Linked DNA regions of Arabidopsis thaliana: region 1 is linked to region 2. A link is a contact called in public capture Hi-C data. All regions are on one chromosome and are shown on one strand. The core of a region is the stretch at or near the end of the contact, and the rest is flanking DNA. Distances in the headings are between cores, read along the strand shown.

Region 1 (5,002 bases), core at 2,327-4,826, 54 kb after region 2:
ATGTGTCAAATTTACGTTTAAAGTTGAGAGATTTTAATGAACTAAACAGTCCACATGGTCACACTCACGCATGACTCACAAACAGTTTACGGGAAATGTTCATAAAGTTTTGTAAATTGTAAGCGAATTCAATTATGGTAATGGAAGTGACAACTAACCAATCATAGATTGGACTATTGGAAACTGAACTAGGTTATAATGTATTAATGCTTAGTTATGCACATGATACAGAGATTCACAAGTATTTGAAAACTTTTTTACTTTTTACTGGTTTAGATATAGACTCAGTCCTTATATAGCATATTAGCATCTGCGTTCGTTTCATAATCTTTTTGGCAACACAAAGATGTACTTGAGTGTCCTCTTGACACAACTTATGCAAGTTCAAGTGGATGGAAGTATTACTTTCGGATTTTGGAACTCCACGAAATGTTCTGATTGAGTTATAGCTTATAGTAAAGAGGCTTTGTATACTATGACTAATCCAAACTTTTATACGTGGGCTAAATTTTTTGCCATTCATATCACAACTCATTTCAACAACACATGATCACTTTGCAAACACTTTAGCTTTGTATTTTATTTTATTTTTACTATAGCTATACCATGTTCGAGTTTTAAATATCTCTATCGTCCAAATTGGGCATTTCACATTTTTAAATTTACACCAATTAACTTTAGTGAAAATCTAATAAGTTGTTTATATATATCTCAGTTAGATAAGCACACGTATATTCGGGATAGGTACCAATATATTCAAGATAAACATATAAACCAAGTGTATCAGTAAAACAACAAATAAAGCAATGTTCTAGTTTTATACTAATAAAACATTACTCTAATTAGTGGGCAATCGAACAAGTTAAACCTAATTTAATACGAAATTAATTGTATTCCCTTATGGAGTATATACTAGATTTTAACCCGCGGTATACCGCGGGACGATTTATTTTTTTAAAGTAATATATATTAAAACTTGCAAATTTTATTTTATAAAATATTATATTTTACAATTTATAATTGTTATTAACTAACGCTATACCACGAATCCATGAGACAATTGTTAAAAAACTGAAGTTTTAACCCCTACTAAAACAGCATATTAATAATATTTTAAAATTTTATAAATATTAATTCAAATACATCCGCCATATAACTCAATTCTAAAATAAAACCCGTTCTGTAATTTCTTTACCCGTCCTGTGATTTTTTTTTTAAGTAGTAATTTTTAAAATTTAAGAATTATTTTTTATATATAAAAGTTTTGCAAATTGTATCATTTTCTAATACATTTATATTTTATAGTTTAATTTTATATATAGTAACATTATACATACCACATAACATTTTTTGTTTTATATAATTTTTTCTAAATTAGGATGATTTGATATGTTTAATATTAGTGGTCTTAGAAAATAATAAATTAAAGATTTAACCCGTATTGAAACGGTGGATTAATTATATTTTATTTTTTTATTAATGTTGATTCAAAAACCCGTCCCTCTAAATCCGTCTTGCCAAAAAGCCATTTATTTATTAATATTATTTTTATTAATGATATGACTCTGAATTATAATCTAAACATTTTAGTTAATAACATAGGAGTGCACCATATTTATTTAATAGGAGAATGTACCATATGAGCCGAACGCACTTTTATCCAAATCCACCAAAAAAGTCTTGCAAAAATACTATAGAGATAAGAAACGATTGTCGGTTTTGATAGGTATAAGATTAGCAAATATATTTGTTAGCTTAAATTAGTTAAAGAATACAAATTGAAAAGGTATATTACACTTTATTCGAATATAGTATCAAAACTTATATAACACAGAGATTTGTTACTTTTTAATTGTTGAATATTTTTTTTTGTGCTAATTTTTATGTGATTAAGATTTAATTGATTTCGTAAATAAAATATTAAATTGTTTACGAACTTATTTGTTTATAATTTAGTAATAGATAGATATTTGAATATTCAGTATATTTTGCTTTAGTTTAGGAAATCTTTGATGACCCGTCTTTAGATCCAATAAGCCCTATAATCTAGATATTAACCTGCTGTATACCGCAAGTAGGCTTATATTTTAGTTAAACTAAAAACTTTTATTGTAAAGATGATTTAAAAATATATGATATTATTTTATTTGATTTTAAATGTATAGTAAACTGTGAGTTGTATATGTTTTGTTGATATTATCTATATTGTTTAGTGTTTAAGATTATACACTTGTAGTTTGATTGTTAATTTAAGAGTTTGACATGTAGTATACCATCTTGTATTAATATCGATCTAAACCCGTTAATTCTAGGATTTTCCAGCTTGTATTAAAAATTGAATCACATCTAATATGTTATTAATTATTGTAGTATATAAGATTATAAATTTTCAATATAATATGTATGAAATTGAATATAAATATTTCAAATTATGACCCGTTACTCAGTAGAAAGTTTTCTTAAATCTATTTTTCATCCGTTATAATATTTTTCATGTATTGAACAGTTTATATTCGTTTTTAAAATTCAAATTATGACATATGCGAAAAAAACTCTAATTATTTTTTTATAATGATGATATTATTTTTCGGCAAAAATAGAATCATATAAAGATGAGAAGTGAAATATAATAATTAATAAAAAAATTAATATGATAATTTAGATATCAAATCTAATTTGTTGATTTTAATTGGTTACTTTTTTGGAACTTAATAATGCATTTCATTTTTCTAATTAAATTAAATTAATTAAAATTTAGATATCAAATCTTATATGTTGATTTTGATTGGTTATTATTTTTTGGAAATTAATAATGTATTCCGTTTTTAAATTAAATTAAATTAATTAAATTAGTATTTGACTTTTTAATCCTTAAAGAGATAAATTAATTTATTCTTTAAAATTTTATTTCTAATGGCATACCTATGTAATTACTTACAAAAATTAAGGTTACATTTAAAATGTACTTCCCAAATAATATAGTAGGATGTTTGTATTAACATAAAAGACCAATAATGATAAAAAAAAATTATACAAAAAAAAAGATTTAAGTAAAAAATAAAAAATTAAACTTTGATGACAACCGGAGCTACAAACCTCTCCGGTGAAGAATCTTTGCCGTCGCCGCCGTCATCGAAATTAAGACTATAGTTTTTCAGATCATAAGTGAAATCAACATCTCTCCTCATCTTCTTCCTGCCACTACTAAAACTTCTTATAAAGTTTTTCCACTTTGGTCCCGCGATTTTCTCAGAAATCTCTTTTAGCCCCTTAAGTTTCTCACTTCCCCAATTCCCTCTTCTTTCTTCCTGCAAACAACCACTCCAGCCACCGCGACTGCGAGACTCGTCGTCTCCTCTCCGCCACCGGGTGAAACTGAAACTACGAAAGTACCCACATCCACAAAACGCAGCCGTTTCTTCATAATCATCGGAGAGCAGATTCTCTCTATCAGTGGCCATGATAATAAAAAACAAAACAGCGAGTTTTTGATTAAAGGAAGAGACTCGATACTATATATAGGTGAATGAGTTTAGGACACGTGGCGTGTCGACCGTTGGGTGATAGTAGTGATGGGGTATGTTGTTGGACTGTTATGAGAAGAGTGTGACAGTGATGTGAGAGGAGCGGGATTAGGATTCGCTGGCTAATGATGAAAGACAGCTGTGAAGGCGGGAGCGAAACGGTTGCTTTCTTTTCTCTTTTGTCTTTAAGGATAATTATGAAACGATTTATTGATATGACTAAATATTAAAACTTTAAACAAATTAGAGGATATCTGAAAAAGTGAAAAGTGATTACAATTATTATTTTAAGAACTGGTTGTTGATGATGATGATGATAATAACTGATAGATATTTTTATTTTGATACTATATATATATATATATATATATTGGTTTCATTTTCATATATATAAGAGAGAAATTTTGACCAAAAAAATATGATTCTAAAAACGTTGAATTACCAAATATTTGTACTAGTTTGGAATGAAATTCCATATTTTTAGAATTTTGATATCAATTTGCATCTTCTTGTTTAGGTGAATTCTTGTAGTATTGATTTACATATAAAATCCCATATAAAATTCCCTACATAACATTTGAATCTCGTTAGGTAATTTTTAGATTTTCATCAATATTGACTACTATTAAATAACACATTATTTTCTTGACAAAAAAAAAATGAAATTACTAAGACAATAACACCCTGCATTTGGCCATTTACTATCAAATATCGAATATTTCTAGATTATAAGTTGATTGAAATTCTATAGAAATTTATCATCTAATAACTAACTACATCATATTGGTTTATAAGGTTTTATTAGCTGAAAATTATAGTTAAAAACAACGAATAAAGTAGTACTTTCAATGATGAAAAAAAAAAAGTAGTACTTTCAATATTGCAATAAGTAAGATTAAAAAGTGTTTAAGTAAGACAAAAAAAGAAAAAGGTAACCACTAACCAGCCTGGAAACTGATGATTAGCCGTGGATTAAAAAGCAAAACTGGTGTTTAGAGATTTGCTAAACCAAACCAAACCAACTCACAATATTATAAAAAGGCTGTCCCATGTTGCCTAAACTAATCTCATTATTATAACGATGACTCACTGATCACCCAATAATCATTATGTTTTTGTCCTAATCATCATAACAAAGATTGCATTATGAAAAGTTTTTGTTTAATTAATTACTCGATCCAATCTAGAGTACGCAGTTCTATCTCTGATGTAGCATGAGATAGATTCAAACAAGACTTGACTAAGCTGATCATTAGTCCAACCATTTCAAGTGATATCTTCAGTTTTTGAGGCTTTTAGATGGGCCTAACTAGTCCAACAATTTCAGTGATACCTGCAATTTGGGTTTTGATATCTTTCACTTATAGATGTTTCATAAAAAATCCAAATCTTTTTTACTAATTACAATTATTATATATTCAATAAAATCATGCAGTTCTATTTCATGAATATTTAAGCATAGAGACTCATGTATTTTT
Region 2 (4,930 bases), core at 1,745-4,244:
ACTCGTATATTTCATTTCATTGTTAAAAAAGGTATCAGTTAATAATATTTTGCATCTAATATTTATATATGTTGCCGGTTAATTTTAGTCCTTTGTATAGTTGTGTGTGTACGAAGATGCCTGTCGTCGAGGAGGACATTATATGTTCGTTGGTTCAATAATAGCTTTGACAAAAACATCCGATTTTGGGAAGTAAACAGCTAAACACCCACAATGTCCACACCACGATTAATTACATATATATATGCTAAAAAAGAAATAAAATTATCTTTTCAAAAATCTCTAATGCTCGAATCATAATGAAAACAATGTACATAGTCGAAGAAACAACAAAGAAATAACGAAGAGAATGTCGGTTTTGAATTAGGTCGTCCACAACTCAATATGTTATATGTGATCTTAGAAAAGGAGCGAGATACTGAAGATAGACTTCTCCGGTAAACATTTTTTTTTAATGTAATGTTAAATTATATTATAAAAAAAAATTGGTACTCTGGTGAACATTGAAGTTCTTTTCAGCAGGATAATCAAAGGAAAAGAGGTTTGAAGAAGAAAAAAAATTGGTACTCTAGAAAAGTGTGATGACCAAGACCTACTCTATATCAATATATGGATCCCTTTCATTGTGCAAGGTGGAAAAATTATGGACTAAGAGAGTTTTTGGAGACTCTATTTGGAAGAAAATATAGTTAATCATTTAGTATTCAAGAAAGATTAAGAACACAAGTATAAAATAATAACTCTCTTTTATTATCTTTAGAAACTCTCTCAAAACCTAAAGTCTCAATCTCTCTCAAATCTCATAAGTTGTATCACAACATTGATACCTCCTTATATAACAAAGCTTTAACCTTACCCTAATGATTAGATAATTCTTAATATCATAAGATAACTCCAATAATATATTCTAGATATCTCCAAAAATAATAAAGTTCAATTTCCTTTTCTCTTCTTTAGTAACTTACGCCTCAAATTACTCTCCTCAAACTTATCCAACAAATCATACGTTATTTACTTGTCCCTTTCTTGTTTGGAAGATAAGTGCTCTGCCTTACTTTAGAGGAACCACAATTTCTACTAATTAATATCAATATATATCGGGATCTTTCCAATTCATTTGGATCCTGATTACCAATTCATTTGGTTATTCATAAATGAGTTTCATTTCCATGAGGTCCACCGTCCACCGAACAACGTTATCGAAAAGACTAAGGAAGTTGCATGTATAATAAAAGTGATCGGCCCATAACGCCGTCGTCACTTTGACCTGCTTTCATTTATGAGTCTCTGACTATTACCAATCATATTCATAACCAAATAAAATTATTTTTAAACAATGATAATGGATGAACATGGTAATTGACAAGTAATCACTTGAATATAATGCGAGTAACTTATATTATCATCACGAGAATTTGAATATAATTATTACGTACACAACTTGTTGGTCTCCAAAGTCGTTCCACAAATGGCCATGGCTAATGAATTGTCTAAGTCATTAAATAGACATAGTTTTTTTTTTTTTTTGACCTATTAAAATCCAGCTTTTCAAAATTTCAAAATTAATCTATCGACTAAATAAAGAAGCTAATATCTTATTTAATGTTATATTAGCTTTCTAATATATGGTATAGCTTATCTTTAGAATTCAGTGGGAAAAAAAGAAAACAGATACAAATGTTTAGAAGAATGATCAAGTACTAATTTAATAGGCTTTCTGAGTCTAATGTTCATTCCACTAATATATTAAACTATCTTTAAAAGACGGCTAAAACATTTGTGAAGAGTTACTATTATTGGGGAAAAAAAGAAGTCATTTGTGAAGAGTCCATTATAATATCTTGTGTGTTAACCCCTATGCCAAGTCCGTTAATGATAATATTTTGTCAATTATTTTACATGAAATTATATGCCTTTTCTTTATAACTTTTGATAAAAAAATACTGAACAAAGATCGTAAGCTCAAGCTCATATAGAAAGATAAGTTCGTACCTAACAATTATAAATATATTTGATAATTGTGAATCCGTGAATTATGTTTTGCTATTAGTAAATGAAGTTTGAACTAAGTACTATATATATACATTAATCACATAAAACAGAGAATCAGTCTATAAATTTCAAGTAAGTCAGCGTAATTTCTTTTTGTTGTTTGTTTGGTCAAAGATTAAAAAAAACGTAATTATGTTGCCAACTTCACGCCCTAACAGCTAGTCATCGTTTTGCTTAGAACGTACACAAAGACACAACTCCTGAGACATGGCTCGTGGCTTTGTCGATTTCTATTTATTTAATTTAATTTACCTATTTTACCTTAATCTTCTTCAATTTTTACAAAGTCTACCACCAACATCCACGTTGAACCGGTTTATCTAACATAACTATACATCCAAATTGTTCCCATACTAGTTATTGTAGATGTTTCTTCACAAGAATTATAACTATGATGAAAATATAGAGAATAATACAAAAATAAGAACACTATTCTTAACACATATGACATTGTATTATCAATTTTAAAACTTACAAAATTGTTAGGTAACGTTCTGATGAAAATTAGTCTGTAACCAATTAATCAAAGAGCATAGGCTTTATATATATAATTGATTAATCATAACTTTTAAAATAGCATGTTAAATTTCTATCTTAGTATATCATTTGTACATTTTTAACTTTTTATATTAGAATAAAATAAAATAAAATAAACTATTACTTATGCACCTATTCCGTTTATCTGGATATCTTAGAGTAATATACATGTAAGCTAAAATTGATTTGGCTAATATTAAAACGTCAATATAATTTTAATCATCTAGGCGACTAATTTTAAAACACGGTATATAATTAATTAAAATTTCTCTCGCTGTTAAAAATATTATGTTCATTTTTGTTGTTGTTGGAATGTTCAATTATGCACTTTGCTACAAACTATTAAGGTGTCAAAATTGATTCCTAGAAAAAGACAAAGTACACACTTCAGAACTCACAAGTCCTCGTTGGCGTCGATTGACGTCAAAAGCTTCAATTAATAATATAGGGCCAAAACGTGAAAATAATAAATTATAAGGACTAAACAACAATTTATACCCTAAACAAAATGAGAGAAGAATGACAGAAAGCAGAAAAAAAAAAAAAGAATGTAGCTTTTAAGAAAGAAGGAAACATCATCAGAAGCTTCTCTCTCAGATTGACAGAAGAATAAGATTCCAAGCTCCTCTCTTTCTTCTCTTAAAGAAAAGATGTTGTGTAGAATGGTGGTGGTGACTGGCCGGAAAAAGAAACCCGGTTCGGTTCCGGTTTATCTGAATGTATACGATCTCACACCCATCAATGGCTACGCTTACTGGTTAGGACTTGGGATCTATCACTCTGGTGTTGAAGGTAACTCCTTCTCTCTTTTTCTTGGAAATTATTTGTGGGTTTTGGTTAAAGCTTAAAACTTTTGAATTGTAGATTGAAAATTTCTCATCTTTGAGAGGAAGAGATTTGATTCTGTTTTAGATTGTTTAGTTAAAGTAAGAGACTTTTTAAGTTTGATGTTTGTTGGTTTTGTTTTGTTTGTTTGTAGAAATTGAAATAGACTGGTTTCATTTTTCAATAGATTCCAAAACTGGAAACTTTTTTTGACCCATTTTTGGATCAACTCTTCTGATTTTCTATTGAGTAATAATAATCAGAACTTGGTTTTATGTGACTATTAAAGTGAGTTGTATAATATCTTATTATTAGATATGTCTGTCCAAAAATGAAAGTATGTTTATATATTGAGATCTAAGTTGTTGTCTTAATGTTTGCTTCCTAATACAATGTTATGGTTTTAGTTCATGGAGTTGAATATGGTTTTGGAGCTCACGATCATTCGACTACCGGGATATTCGAGGTGGAACCGAAGCAATGTCCGGGTTTCACATTTAGGAAGTCTATATTGATTGGAAGAACTGATTTAGATCCTGAAAACGTTCGTGTCTTTATGGAGAAACTTGCGGAAGAATATAGTGGAAACAGTTATCATTTGATTACTAAGAATTGCAATCACTTTTGCAATGATGTTTGTGTGCAACTGACTCGAAGATCGATCCCTAGTTGGGTTAACCGTCTTGCTCGCTTTGGTAAGAAGTTAGAGAACAGAACATTTGATTTTTACTCTGTTTTAGTAAAAGCTCATTAGGTTTAGGTTTGTTTTTTTGGGTTTAGGTTTGTTTTGCAACTGTGTTCTGCCGGCGGAGTTGAATGAGACTAAGGTGAGGCAGGTGAGATCAAAGGAAGAGAAGATTCCGGAAGTAGAGAAGAAGAAACTTCGGAGTAGATCAAGTAGGTTTCCACCTGGTCCTTCGCTTTCTTCGTCGGGTTCTTTAAACCGAAGCAGAAGAGGAGAAAGGAGAAGACAATGTCTTCCTCCATCACCAACTGTGAGTGTTTAGCTCTAGTCCTAGTAAAATTATACCTTTTTGTTTCGCAATTTGATTCGGTAGTAATGTTTAAGCTACAAGATATGGATTGAACAAACATTTTCTTGATAGTAATGGTATAAGATTTTCACATTACATATTTTGAACTATGAAATTATCAAGTGAAGTGAAGTTCAAAAAGAAAAAAAAAAGTGAAAGTGAAGTCAAGTCCATTGGGTAAGGACTGGGATAAGTTGAAGTGGAACTTTCTTGGGACAAACAAGTCCATATGATTCTTCAAGATCAACATCTTCTATGTTCATTCCTTCCGGAAGCTTCCAGTCGAAACGGTAAAGAAGATTGATAAGAGTCAAGTGTACCAATGCCATACCTAATCCCATACCAGGGCACATTCTCCTTCCGCTACCAAACGGCAGCAACTCAAAGTCTACACCTTTATAGTCAATCTCGCTATGCATAAACCTCTCTGGGATGAAAACTTCTGGATCTTTCCAAACATTTGGATTCCTTTGAACAGCCCA

What was found. Capture Hi-C pulls out chosen DNA fragments and counts their contacts.
Region 1: a contact with region 2 is called in a capture Hi-C map of root, with 8 times the contacts expected there. The contact joins the promoter of AT5G25240 here to the promoter of AT5G25170 in region 2. A contact is called at or near these places in 14 of 26 Hi-C or Micro-C datasets (callus, cotyledon, leaf and 5 more), 1 of 2 datasets of contacts at active chromatin or transcription factors (shoot) and 3 of 3 other capture datasets (root, seedling and shoot).

What each region holds. Positions count from the first base shown.
Region 1 is chr5:8,743,714-8,748,715 of TAIR10.1, forward strand. AT5G25240 (stress induced protein) reads right to left here and starts at 3,577. Exons shown (of 1, transcript NM_122433.3): 1 at 2,881-3,577. The coding sequence starts at 3,461. The coding sequence ends at 3,066. AT5G03945 (a long non-coding RNA gene) reads left to right here and starts at 4,458. Exons shown (of 1, transcript NR_142719.1): 1 at 4,458-4,659. It overlaps AT5G25230 (Ribosomal protein S5/Elongation factor G/III/V family protein), which reads left to right. Exons shown (of 11, transcript NM_001343914.1): 11 at 1-167.
Region 2 is chr5:8,690,018-8,694,947 of TAIR10.1, forward strand. It overlaps AT5G25170 (PPPDE putative thiol peptidase family protein), which reads left to right and starts at 2,995. Exons shown (of 3, transcript NM_122426.5): 1 at 2,995-3,381; 2 at 3,822-4,109; 3 at 4,195-4,930. The coding sequence starts at 3,240. The coding sequence ends at 4,421. It overlaps CYP71B14 (cytochrome P450, family 71, subfamily B, polypeptide 14), which reads right to left. Exons shown (of 3, transcript NM_122427.2): 3 at 4,613-4,930. The coding sequence ends at 4,613.